3 separate regions of the Mus musculus genome follow, and all the other regions are linked to region 1. The links are chromatin contacts, called in public promoter capture Hi-C maps. All regions are on one chromosome and are shown on one strand. Each heading gives the region's core, a stretch centred on a gene start, on an enhancer-like site or on the middle of the called end of the contact. The rest is flanking DNA. Distances are from core to core; before and after follow the strand shown. Region 1 holds the start of Btbd6 (BTB (POZ) domain containing 6). Region 2 holds the start of Tmem121 (transmembrane protein 121). Region 3 holds the start of Pld4 (phospholipase D family, member 4).

Region 1 (3,626 bases), core at 125-2,624:
CAACCACCACCAATAGCAAAACCATGGAGAACACAGAGCAATGATTTAACACAAGCAAAAACAGACAAACATAGTAACTTCAGACTGCAAAGAATCAATGCAGCAAAGGAGTCTGTCCAGTCAAGACAACCACAAAAAAGGGAGAAAGCATCTGTCCTAAAGACTGAGCTCAATGCAGTGAAGAAGCAGACTGATTGGAAAGTGGGCAAACGACTCATGGAGGTACTTCTTCCAAGAAGATATACAAATGACCAAGAAACACAGAAAGGTTGACATCAGCAATCAAGATTCCACCTCATATCCACTAGCATAGCCTCTATAAAACCCAGAACATTATAACAAGGTTTACCCAGGATGAGGGAAAAGAGCAGTGCACGCTGTGGAGGACTGATAAATAATACAAGCACGAACAAAGGCCATTGCAAAGTTTGCTCAAACAAGTAACTGTATCTGGACAGTGATGGTGCACTCAGGAGGCAGGCAGGCAGATCTGAGGCTAGCTCCAGGACAGTCAGCGCTACACAGAAAATCCCTGTCTCAAAACCTAAGGGGCGGGGGGAGCACGAAGCACTGGATATGACTCAGTGCTTAAGAGTGGTTATTGCTCTTGCTGAAGAGCCAGCACCCATCTACCCACAGCTCACAGCTCACAACCATCTGTATCTCTAGTCTTAGGAGATCCAACAGCCTCTCCTGGCCTTTGCAAACACCAGGTACAGGCAAAACATCCACATCCATAAAATAAAAATGAGAAATCAAGAGCTACCATTTTATCCAATCATCTCACTTCTGGATAAAGACCCAAAGAATTGCAATTAGGATCTGGAAAGGATAAAATTGCCTCCCTATGGTCAGCACAACTGGGATATAGAGTTGATATATACACGGTTGGATAAACTGGCAAACAAAATGTAACCCATTGGAGTAGTCAACTTAGAAAGGAAGGTCTATGTAGAAAGTTTGAGGTCACCCTGTGGCACATGAGGTCTAGACTCATGACAGAAAAAGAAATTCCGACATAACAGGTGTACTGCCCTTGACTTTGTGCTCTGTTAAAGAAGCTGTACACAAAAAGGGAGATCAAGCCTTGCGTTAGAGACTCATTTCCTCCACGAAGAAAAGCTAGCTGGGTCAGGTGATTTTTCAAAGCCTGAGCTGTTGGAAAAAAAATCTCATTTCTGAGTGATAGAAGGTGCAACCACAACTCGCCCTTAAACCTGGGCACCCGGGCGGAGCTTCAACACCTCCCCCAGGGGCGGGGCCCTGGAACGAGGAGTCGCGTCTTGACGCACAGTGACGAGAGACGCCGGCGCCGCAGCAGTGGGTACGGGCGGGACGGCGCCCCCTGCGGCCGAGCCGCGGGCTCGGTGAGGGGTGTGGGGTGCGGGTGGGTAGCGGGCAGGGCCGGCGTGGCCCCATGCTGCTGCCGCTCGCCTGCCTGCATGGGCGGGTGGCGCAGTGCCTAACCTCCCTGCTGGTGCTCGCAGAGCCGTTTCCCAGGCCCCGTCGCGGCGCGAAGGCGCGCGGCGCAGCACCGACCAGTGCGGAGCCCGCCCCGGCAGTAGCGAAGATGGCCGCGGAACTGTACCCGCCCGCCAGTCCCTCTGCAGCTACTGCCACCGACATCGCCAACAGCAACGCGGCAGGCGCAGCCGAGAGCACGAAGGTCGGGCTTTGCTGCCCGCCCTGCCTGGCACCCGCCCCGCTGCCGCCCTTGCCCGCGCCGCCCTTGCCAGACAACAACAATCCCGAGAGCCCCAACTGGCAGTCCTTCCATCCTACGCTGCGCGAGAGGTGAGCCGCCGCCCGCCCCCGGGCTCTGGAGCCCGGGCGCGCGCCGTTCCAGCCCGTGTGCCTCTGCCCTTTGCAGGAATGCGCTCATGTTCAACAACGAGCTGATGGCTGACGTCCACTTCATCGTGGGGGCTCTGGGGGCTGCCAGGCGTGTGCCCGCCCACAAGGTGGGTAAGGGCGCAGCCCTGTCCCCTGGTGGGCCTGGCTAGGTGCGTCTCCCTGGACCTTGTTTACTGCCCTGTAGCTCAGGTGGTTTTCTTTCATCCACAGTATGTCTTGGCTGTCGGCAGCTCCGTCTTCTATGCCATGTTCTACGGGGATCTTGCGGAAGTGAAGTCAGAAATCCACATTCCCGATGTGGAGCCTGCTGCCTTCTTGGTCTTGCTAAAGTAAGTGCTGTGCGCTGGGTCTGGAAGGATGGGGTGGTTACCTTCCAATGGTCCCCTACCTGTTTGCTACAACCCCAGAGGTTGTGCAGGGGAGCCCTTGCAGCTCCCCAGGAGAGCCCCTGCCTTACGCAGGTACATGTACAGCGATGAGATCGACCTGGAGGCGGACACAGTGCTTGCCACTCTGTATGCTGCTAAGAAGTACATCGTGCCTGCCCTGGCCAAGGCCTGCGTCAACTTTCTGGAAACAAGTCTGGAAGCCAAAAATGCTTGTGTCCTGCTGTCCCAGAGCCGACTGTTTGAGGAGCCTGAACTGACCCAGAGATGCTGGGAAGTCATTGATGCACAAGCTGAAATGGCCCTGAGGTCTGAAGGCTTCTGTGAAATTGACCGGCAGACACTGGAGATCATTGTGACCAGGGAGGCCCTCAATACCAAGGAGGCTGTGGTCTTCGAGGCCGTCCTGAACTGGGCTGAGGCAGAATGTAAGAGACAGGGCCTCCCAGTCACTCCTCACAACAAGAGGCATGTTTTGGGAAGAGCCCTCTACCTGGTCCGAATTCCAACTATGACCTTAGAGGAGTTTGCCAATGGTGCCGCCCAGTCAGACATCCTGACCTTAGAAGAGACCCACAACATCTTCCTTTGGTACACTGCTGCCAAAAAGCCCCTCCTTGACTTCCCCCTGACCAAGAGGAAGGGCCTTGCTCCACAAAGGTGCCACCGCTTCCAGTCTTCTGCCTACCGAAGTAACCAGTGGAGGTACCGTGGACGCTGTGACAGCATCCAGTTTGCAGTGGACAGAAGGGTGTTCATTGCTGGGCTGGGCTTGTATGGGTCCAGCTCTGGGAAGGCTGAGTACAGCGTCAAGATTGAACTCAAGCGGCTAGGGATGGTCCTGGCTCAGAACCTCACCAAGTTTGTTTCAGACGGATCCAGCAACACTTTCCCAGTCTGGTTTGAGCACCCGGTCCAGGTGGAGCAGGACACCTTCTACACTGCCAGTGCTGTCCTGGACGGCAGTGAGCTCAGCTACTTTGGGCAAGAAGGAATGACAGAGGTGCAGTGTGGGAAGGTAGCCTTCCAGTTCCAGTGCTCCTCAGACAGTACCAATGGGACTGGAGTTCAGGGTGGACAGATTCCAGAGCTCATCTTCTATGCCTGAGGCGTAAGGTTGGAGTGGACTTGCCACCAGGCTCTTCCTCCATAGAGTCCACACAGTAAGTGCAGTGGAGGTGCAGGACACTTCCAGCTGCCTTACTGATACCATTCAAGGCTTGGCTTTCTCTATCAGCCAGAGTCTGAAACTTGACTTCTCACAGCCCGTGTCCGCTGACCCTAGACAGCATTCCACAGGTGGAAGGAAGACTTGGGTCCAAGGTCGTCCCCGATCCCTGCCAGTGACACCCAAGCTTCAGGACCCTTGGATTTCCCTCCCCCTTT
Region 2 (3,382 bases), core at 423-2,922, 210 kb after region 1:
CTTTTTGGGGCCCTGTAGAATCCATATGCTGACTGAATCAGATTCTACAGAAGTCCATGCCCCTGACCCCTGGCCCCTTCTTTCTGGTGGTGCAGCCTCCTCACCCTCTGACCTGACCCTCTAGCCTTTCTCTTTTTTTTTTTTTTTTGCCGGTCTGATTTTCTTTTTTTTTTCCATTTTTATTAGGTATTTAGCTCATTTACATTTCCAATGCTATACCAAAAGTCCCCCATACCCACCCACCCTAGCCTTTCTCTTGTAAGGACCTTCGTAAAGACTCTGGACCACCCACCCATATGGTTCCTGGGTGATGTCTCCTTTTGTGGTCCTGACTATGAGCAGAGCTGGAGCGTCCCCTTTCCCTGTGTTTGCCCACAGATTCGAGGATGCTGGCATGGGATACAGAGAGAGCACTGAGGCAAGCTGGCAGGTTTTAGGTGAGGGTTGGGTTAACCGTGGCTGAGAGGAAGTAGGAGAACGAAGGAAGAAACAGAGCAGACAGGGCTGCCACCTGCCACCTGTCCTTCTCCTCCCAGCCGCCTCCTCACTCCTGCTTGACTCTGTCAGGGGTGTTCTCCCCCCAGGCCCCTGGTTCTCTAGGTTGAGGAGATCGAACCTTTCCTTGCTAGATGCAGGGCCTCTTCCTGGGTACACGAGAGCTTCGGGGTCTTGTTGCACTTCTGGGGAGAGAGCTGGTTGGTTGGGGCTCATACTGCTTACTACAGGGCTGTTCCTTAGCCTTCTCTCCCGACGATGGGCATCTTGGAACCACCCCCTACTAGGAGGGTGACCCAGTATGGCCTGATATTCTAGCTTCCCAGGGTCACCAGAACAGAATGCATCACTCAGAGCTGGCTGCCAAGTGTACCCAATGTCATTTAGGCTGCTGACAGGAGCTCCCCCCTTCAAGTTCCTTCAGCTCTCTTGCCCTCAGTGCTTGCAGAGCGAAGCTGCAGCTCTGGGAAGAAGCGTAGGCAACCAGTTAGCCTCCTGTTGTCCTCTGGGCAGGGCAGCCCTGCTATTGGGTTGTCAGGTAAGGAATGGGTCACTCAGTGAAGGCAGGACCTGGAGAGAAGTCTTATCCTGGAGCCTCGATGCACTCCCATTTGGCCCTCCTTGTACTGACTGAAAGCCTCACAGCTGGGTTTTCCCCATAGAGTATAACACTCCAGTGTTGGGATCTAGGCCCTAACGTGTGTGTGTCCCTGTGAGCCTGTGAGCCACTGCTGAGGTCTGGCCAGGAGGTATAACTGCGGCTAGCTAGCGGGGCACTTAGTCCCACCCCTTTGTCCAGCCACCTCCGCGGGTCCCAGTCCAGAGGTCTTCCTGAAGCAGGAAAGCAGAGTCGCTTTATTGGCTGTCAGGGTCTGAGCTTGGAGAGCTACATACAGAGCCATTTCATGGTGTGAGGAGGACTCTTTGACAATTTTTTTGCTGTGAGTGAGGCCGAGTGGACTGACCACAGGGTCTGGGGTGGATGCTAGGTTGTCTGTCACCTAGTGCCACCTGTCCTGAGCGCGCAGAGTTGTCGCCATGGCAACCTGAACTACGCAACAGCCTTAGGACCTGGGTCCTCTCTTGGCTGGGGTCCGGGCGTCCAGGGGGCGCGGGGCGGAGCCTCGGCCGGAGGCGGTGCCCGCGGCGGAGGGGCGGAGCGCAGCACGGAGCGCCTGGGCCCGGCGCGGAGGCTCGGCGGGGCCGGCCGGCGCGCTGCATCTGGCCGGCCGGGTAAGCGCGGGATGCGAACGGCGGGACAGCAGGAGGCGGGTGGCTGAGCCAAGCGGGTCGGCAGAGCTGGGCGGTAGGCGGCGGCGGCAACGGCAACGGCAGCGGCAGCGGTAGCGGCAGCGGCAGCGGTAGCGACTGCCAGTGGGCCTATACTATTCCCGCCCCCAGGCTGCAGGCCGTGGGCTGGGCAGGGGCAGCTGCATGGCGGCGGGACCAGGCCCAAGCCCCACTGGGGAAACCTTTAGTGGGAAAAGACAAACTGAAACGCAACCTGCTGGGAGCCATTAGACCCTCCTCAACGGGGTTGAGGAGGAGAGGACCCTCCTTCGCCTCAGCCTCTCCTTTGGAGATGCTAAGAGGGTATCTTGCAAAGCGTCAGAGAGAGAGAGAGAGAGACAGGCATTTTAGGGCTTGGAGGCCCTGAATCTCTCTCTGGTGTGAGGCTTGAACAGGGGGCAGGGTTGCTAGGGCATTTGGGCCTGGCGTGGGAGACTCAGGCCAGGTGGACCTGGGCTGGGTCTCTGGGAACATGGCTAGGGCAGAGTGTGGGGGAGGGGTCGTAAGGCTTGGGTTCTGGCTTTCTGAAGGCCGGGCACTCCTCTCTTAGCGGTTGGGGTCTGTCCCATTACCAATTGGCTCGTGACATTTGGTATTTGACAGTGACCGAGCAAGGGAGCGATGGTGTGCAGATGATGGAATGGGTTGGCCAGCAGCAGGCTATTCGGCCTGGACAATTGCTAAGAGGAAGGGAATTCTCAGGTTTTGGCTGTAGCCAATGGAGTTCCAGGTGGGCAGGGGTGGGTCCAGCCTGTGCGTCCTGGGAGAGGAGTACCTACCAGTGGGAGTGAGAGTGGGTGTACCTGACAAGGAGGAGCCCTGCTGTGGGCAGATGACTCCTAAACACCTTATAGAAGCGCACTGAGAACCCCAGGGGTGAATGGAAGAGGCAGAAGCTGAGATGGAGTTTGAGGGTTACTGTGGTGTCACCAGGAGCAGGTTGAATGCATCGCTGTCATGGGTGACACTAAATTTTATGTCTTTGTCTAGACAGGACAGTAAACAGAGCCCTTGTGCCAGGTGCTTTGGAGGAGAGGCCTTGATTGGAAGTGGCTTTGGGTTGGGTGGTGTGAACAAGCTCAGATATCAGGACGCACAATCTGGCCATCTGAGTACCACAGACATGACAGCCAGTGCCAGGAACATAGGGAGAGACTAAATCCCACTGATGGCTTTCCTGAGGTTGGCCCTGCGATCAGAGGAGCTGGAGGTGCAAGTGTGCTAGGCCAGAGAGGGTATAGCAGGAGGTGTGGTCAGGAGGAAAACACTTCTGGGGCGATGGCTAGCAATGGTGGGTCAGGGAAGAGAATAGTCTGTTTTGCCTTAGCCTAAGGAAGGGGAGCGATTGACTGTGGATACAAGAAAAAGGGGGTGCTGGTGGTGCAAAAAAAAAGTCATAGGCATGAGGGACTTGTAGGATGGATATCTCAGGATTTGAATGACCGTCCATCTAGGATCAGAAAACTTGCTCAGTGCCTTGTCCCCAGGGTGGGACCTGGGTCTTCAGTTCTCCTGTGCGGCTATTTCAGCGCATCTCCAGAAGATGCCCTGAAGCTCTAAAGAAGCGGCCTAAAGCCGCCAGCCGGGGCATTGTGGT
Region 3 (3,543 bases), core at 761-3,260, 220 kb before region 1:
CTAACCAGAGACAGTATCCAAATTAATAAAACCAGAAATGAAAAGGGAGACATAACAATGAAATATATCTTAAAATAATTATTCTGTTTGTTGAATATTAACAGTTGAAAATATTAAAATCATGTTCTACAAGCATCATGGAAATATCACTGATAATTTTTCTCACTGTGCTTGAAATTAGAATTTTCTTAATGTTTAACTTCAAAGAGTTTTTGCTATTTTGAAATTTTAAAAATATACTTACTGATGAAATAATTTCTCTCCTAGAGACACTGATAATCTTTTTAAAGTAAACTTATAGTTAGACAATATACACAGATATATAATATGTTATAAATTCTCTCTCATTATGTCAGGTGGTATCATATAAGGGCTTTGGAATATATTTCTTAATGACTCATTTTTAATATTTTATGCTCTTTTACTATGCTTAATTCCCAAAGAATACTTTGTATGTTTTGGAACAATTTAGCATTCAACATTAGATATAGGATCCTCAGTTATGGATAGTAATAAGTGTTCATTAATGATATTTTTAGGGTATGAAAGGATATGAATATAAAATTGAGCAAATTGTTATGTATTATTTGATGCTCAAAATACTCAATATTATTAATATGTTTGTTGTATAAAATGCATTAAAAAAAAAGCTCACCCTGAGAAAGGCTTGGGGCTACAATGGGATCCTGAATCTATTGGCTTAGACCCATGTCTGCGCTGTCTTCTCTGGTGGATAACCCACAACAACCCCAAAGCCAAGTTAGGGCATTATCCCACAGGAAGTGAAGGATGGTCCCTTTTCTGCTCACTTTCTTGCCCACCAGGCTGGACACGGGTCACTGAGGTCAGGCCCTGCTCCTCAGGAGTACTCCCCACCCTGTGAGGTTGGCACTCTTCCCCTGAGGACACTCTGAGGCCATATCCCTGAACTGAGGCCTACTGCCTGCCAAGGAGGAGGGAAGTCAACCTGGACCCTGTTCAAAGTTGGGGCTGTTCCCAAGACCCTGATCTAAAGGCAACAAGGTTTGGTCTTCAGAAGATCCATCTTGGACTATGAGGGGAGGCAGAATCCCTTCAAGGAGCCACTAGTAAGCCTATGTTTGTGGACAGGCCAGGGAACAGCCTCACCTGAATTCCTCAGCGGGGTGAGTCATGGCTACCTCCAGATCCCAGCTTCCCTTGCAGCTAGGTATGGCCCTGTGGCCAAGCGTAGATTGAGTTGTAGCTAATATAGATAAATGGAAGTTCCCTTTCCAGTCTCCAGAAGTGTTCTGGGGATGCTTCATTCTATGCTAGGGATATGAGGTGATGGCTGAGCTTTGGAAGCCATTCTAGGGCTGTGAAGTTTGAATTCCAGGGTTTGGAGGCTAAGACTTCCTGTGACTGTGTCACTGATAACTTCTCCAGAAACTGGTTGCAGGGTATGGTTGGTGGGTCAGTCAGTTTTTCTTCACTATGACGCAGACCTGAGGTAAACTGTTTGAAGGATGAAGGACTTATTTTGGCTTGCAGCTTTAGAGGTTTTAACCAATGTCAGCTGTTGCCATTCCCATGGAACTAGAGTGTGGCCAGGCATAGTAACAGCAGCAAGGCAGAGGGAAGCAGCTTGCCCTATAACAGACAGGAAGCAGAGAGAGATGAAGAACCCAGGCATAAGACATGGCGAGCCAAGTCCTGCCCCAGAAACCTACATCCTCCAATCAGGCCCCACCTTCCACAGTTTCCACCTCCTCCCATCATGGCTATCATTGCACAATTTGTTAATTAGCTCATGATGCAACTTCAATAAAATTACCAGTCTTCAATATATGAGCCCCTGGAGAAGTTAAGTCAGTTTGAGGCTCTCTTACTTGAGACTTTGGTGTTTGCAGTCAAACTTAATTCCAACATTTGGTTTATGACTGAGGGACCCTCTCTAGGAGCAAGCAGGGTAGATTTTTCTCCAGAGGTGAAAGTTCTCAGCTCCGCCCCCTAGAGACCCGATCTGTCTTGACGTGGGGGTGGGGTGCTCAGAACAAAGAGGAAGTGAATGGAAGGGGGAAGCAGCAGGCCAGAGAGGAGGCAGGTGCCTGCCTGCACAGGCAAAGCCTGCAGACAGTGGCTGGAACCAGGATGGACAAGAAGAAAGAGCACCCAGAGGTAAGTGGTAGCCAGGCTAGAGCCAGACAGAGGGCCTCAAGAGGGGTGTCTGTCTACCTCCCACAGTCCCCTCCTCCCAGCACCCTAGGTCCCACAAGCCACCCAGATTGGCTGGCAGATGTCCACTCCTTGCTTGATCTATGGATCCAGGGTCAATGGGTATCAAAGTCTCCAGCCACTGGGCAGCTTTGTCCTATCCCACGCCTCGGGTCCACAGTTTAGCCCACAGGGCAGGAACCCCAGAACCTTGAGGCTCAGGGGGCTCTAAAGCCCATCCCCCAGCTCACCCCTCTCCTGATATGCCAGTACCAGGGAGTGTTTCCCTCTAGCCAGACAGTCCCACCCCAAGGATTCGAAAGACCCACAGGGACCAAGGATGTGACAGGTCTGCAGATGCTTAGAGCCGCCCTTCATCGTTCTCCTACCCTGACCTCAGAGTAGCTCCCAGTGACCACAAGGAGGTCAGAAGTCTGTGGCCCTTGGAAGTCCCAGATTACGGCTGCTGCATTCTTGCCTTTTTGCCAATCCAACTATTTTAGGGGATGAGAACACTTCTCTCAGAGCAGCTGGGAGAGGTAGGCCAGCAGCTCTTTGAGGGATAGCCCTGCCTGGTAACCCTGGCCCAGAACCTCATGTCTGTGCCCCACTGGACATTATAAGACTGGTCAGAGCCAGAAGCTAGGTTTCTGAAGCTGCCTCGGTCACTTGAGCTGCCTGCTATGGGTAGGGTGGGAGATATATCTAAGAACATGAGCCATGATCTGGATGGAAGTGACCTCCTGACTCCCTTCTTCAAGGAACTCTGGTAAGAGGGTGCTGGGCCTCTGTGGGTGACTCTGGTCCTCTCCCCCGCCCCCATCCTCTCACTGTGGTTTCTAGGCTCCACTTCCCCGTAACTTTGGGCATCGAGGGTAGATAGAGCCCCAGGCCTATCTCCTATAATCCATTCCCTGTGCTAAGGTTAGCCACATGCCTACAGGCTGCTGTCCAAGACAACCCTTAAGGGACAGTGGAATTAGTCTCACCACTCTTGGAGTGATAGCCTGACCCACAGAACTGAAGAAGCCCCCAGATTCCACAACCAACCAACTACAATCATACAGTGCCTTAGGTTCCAAACAGCATTCAGGCTGGGAGGGTGGGAAGTCAGTGCCTTGCTCGTGTCTGTGCCAGGGGTTGGGTGACCCATCTGGGGTGCACAGGGCCTCCTGAATGACTGGCCTGACTCTGTAGTGACTCCACTGAAGGAACATGGTGAGTTCTCCACCCTAACTAGCTGTAGCCTCCTTTGCCGTCCCCAGCCTTGACAGCAGTGCAGGGCCAGGCTTGGCTCTTGGTGGCCCTTTTGCCATGCCCCACTTTACAGCCAGCTGCCTACCATGGGGCCACACTTGGGGGCCAGCT

The links. Capture Hi-C pulls out chosen DNA fragments and counts their contacts.
Region 2: a contact with region 1 is called in a promoter capture Hi-C map of adipose tissue. The contact joins the promoter of Tmem121 here to the promoter of Btbd6 in region 1. A contact is called at or near these places in 4 of 39 promoter capture datasets (cranial neural crest, neural stem cells, pre-B cells and 1 more), 1 of 15 datasets of contacts at CTCF or cohesin (large pre-B cells) and 2 of 9 other capture datasets (adipose tissue and liver).
Region 3: a contact with region 1 is called in a promoter capture Hi-C map of liver. The contact joins the promoter of Pld4 here to the promoter of Btbd6 in region 1. A contact is called at or near these places in 14 of 39 promoter capture datasets (the 3T3-L1 cell line, the C10 cell line, the HPC-7 cell line and 8 more), 6 of 484 Hi-C or Micro-C datasets (B cells, the N1E-115 cell line, cerebral cortex and 3 more), 4 of 115 datasets of contacts at active chromatin or transcription factors (the HPC-7 cell line, T-cell acute lymphoblastic leukemia, embryonic forebrain and 1 more) and 4 of 9 other capture datasets (adipose tissue, embryonic stem cells, liver and 1 more).

The regions. Positions count from the first base shown.
Region 1 is chr12:112,975,189-112,978,814 of GRCm38.p6, forward strand. Btbd6 (BTB (POZ) domain containing 6) reads left to right here and starts at 1,375. Exons shown (of 4, transcript NM_201646.2): 1 at 1,375-1,794; 2 at 1,871-1,961; 3 at 2,065-2,183; 4 at 2,316-3,626. The coding sequence starts at 1,418. The coding sequence ends at 3,348. All of the region lies in intron 5 of Brf1 (BRF1, RNA polymerase III transcription initiation factor 90 kDa subunit), which reads right to left.
Region 2 is chr12:113,184,231-113,187,612 of GRCm38.p6, forward strand. It overlaps Tmem121 (transmembrane protein 121), which reads left to right and starts at 1,673. Exons shown (of 2, transcript NM_153776.2): 1 at 1,673-1,728.
Region 3 is chr12:112,758,645-112,762,187 of GRCm38.p6, forward strand. It overlaps Pld4 (phospholipase D family, member 4), which reads left to right and starts at 2,011. Exons shown (of 11, transcript NM_178911.4): 1 at 2,011-2,139. The coding sequence starts at 2,113.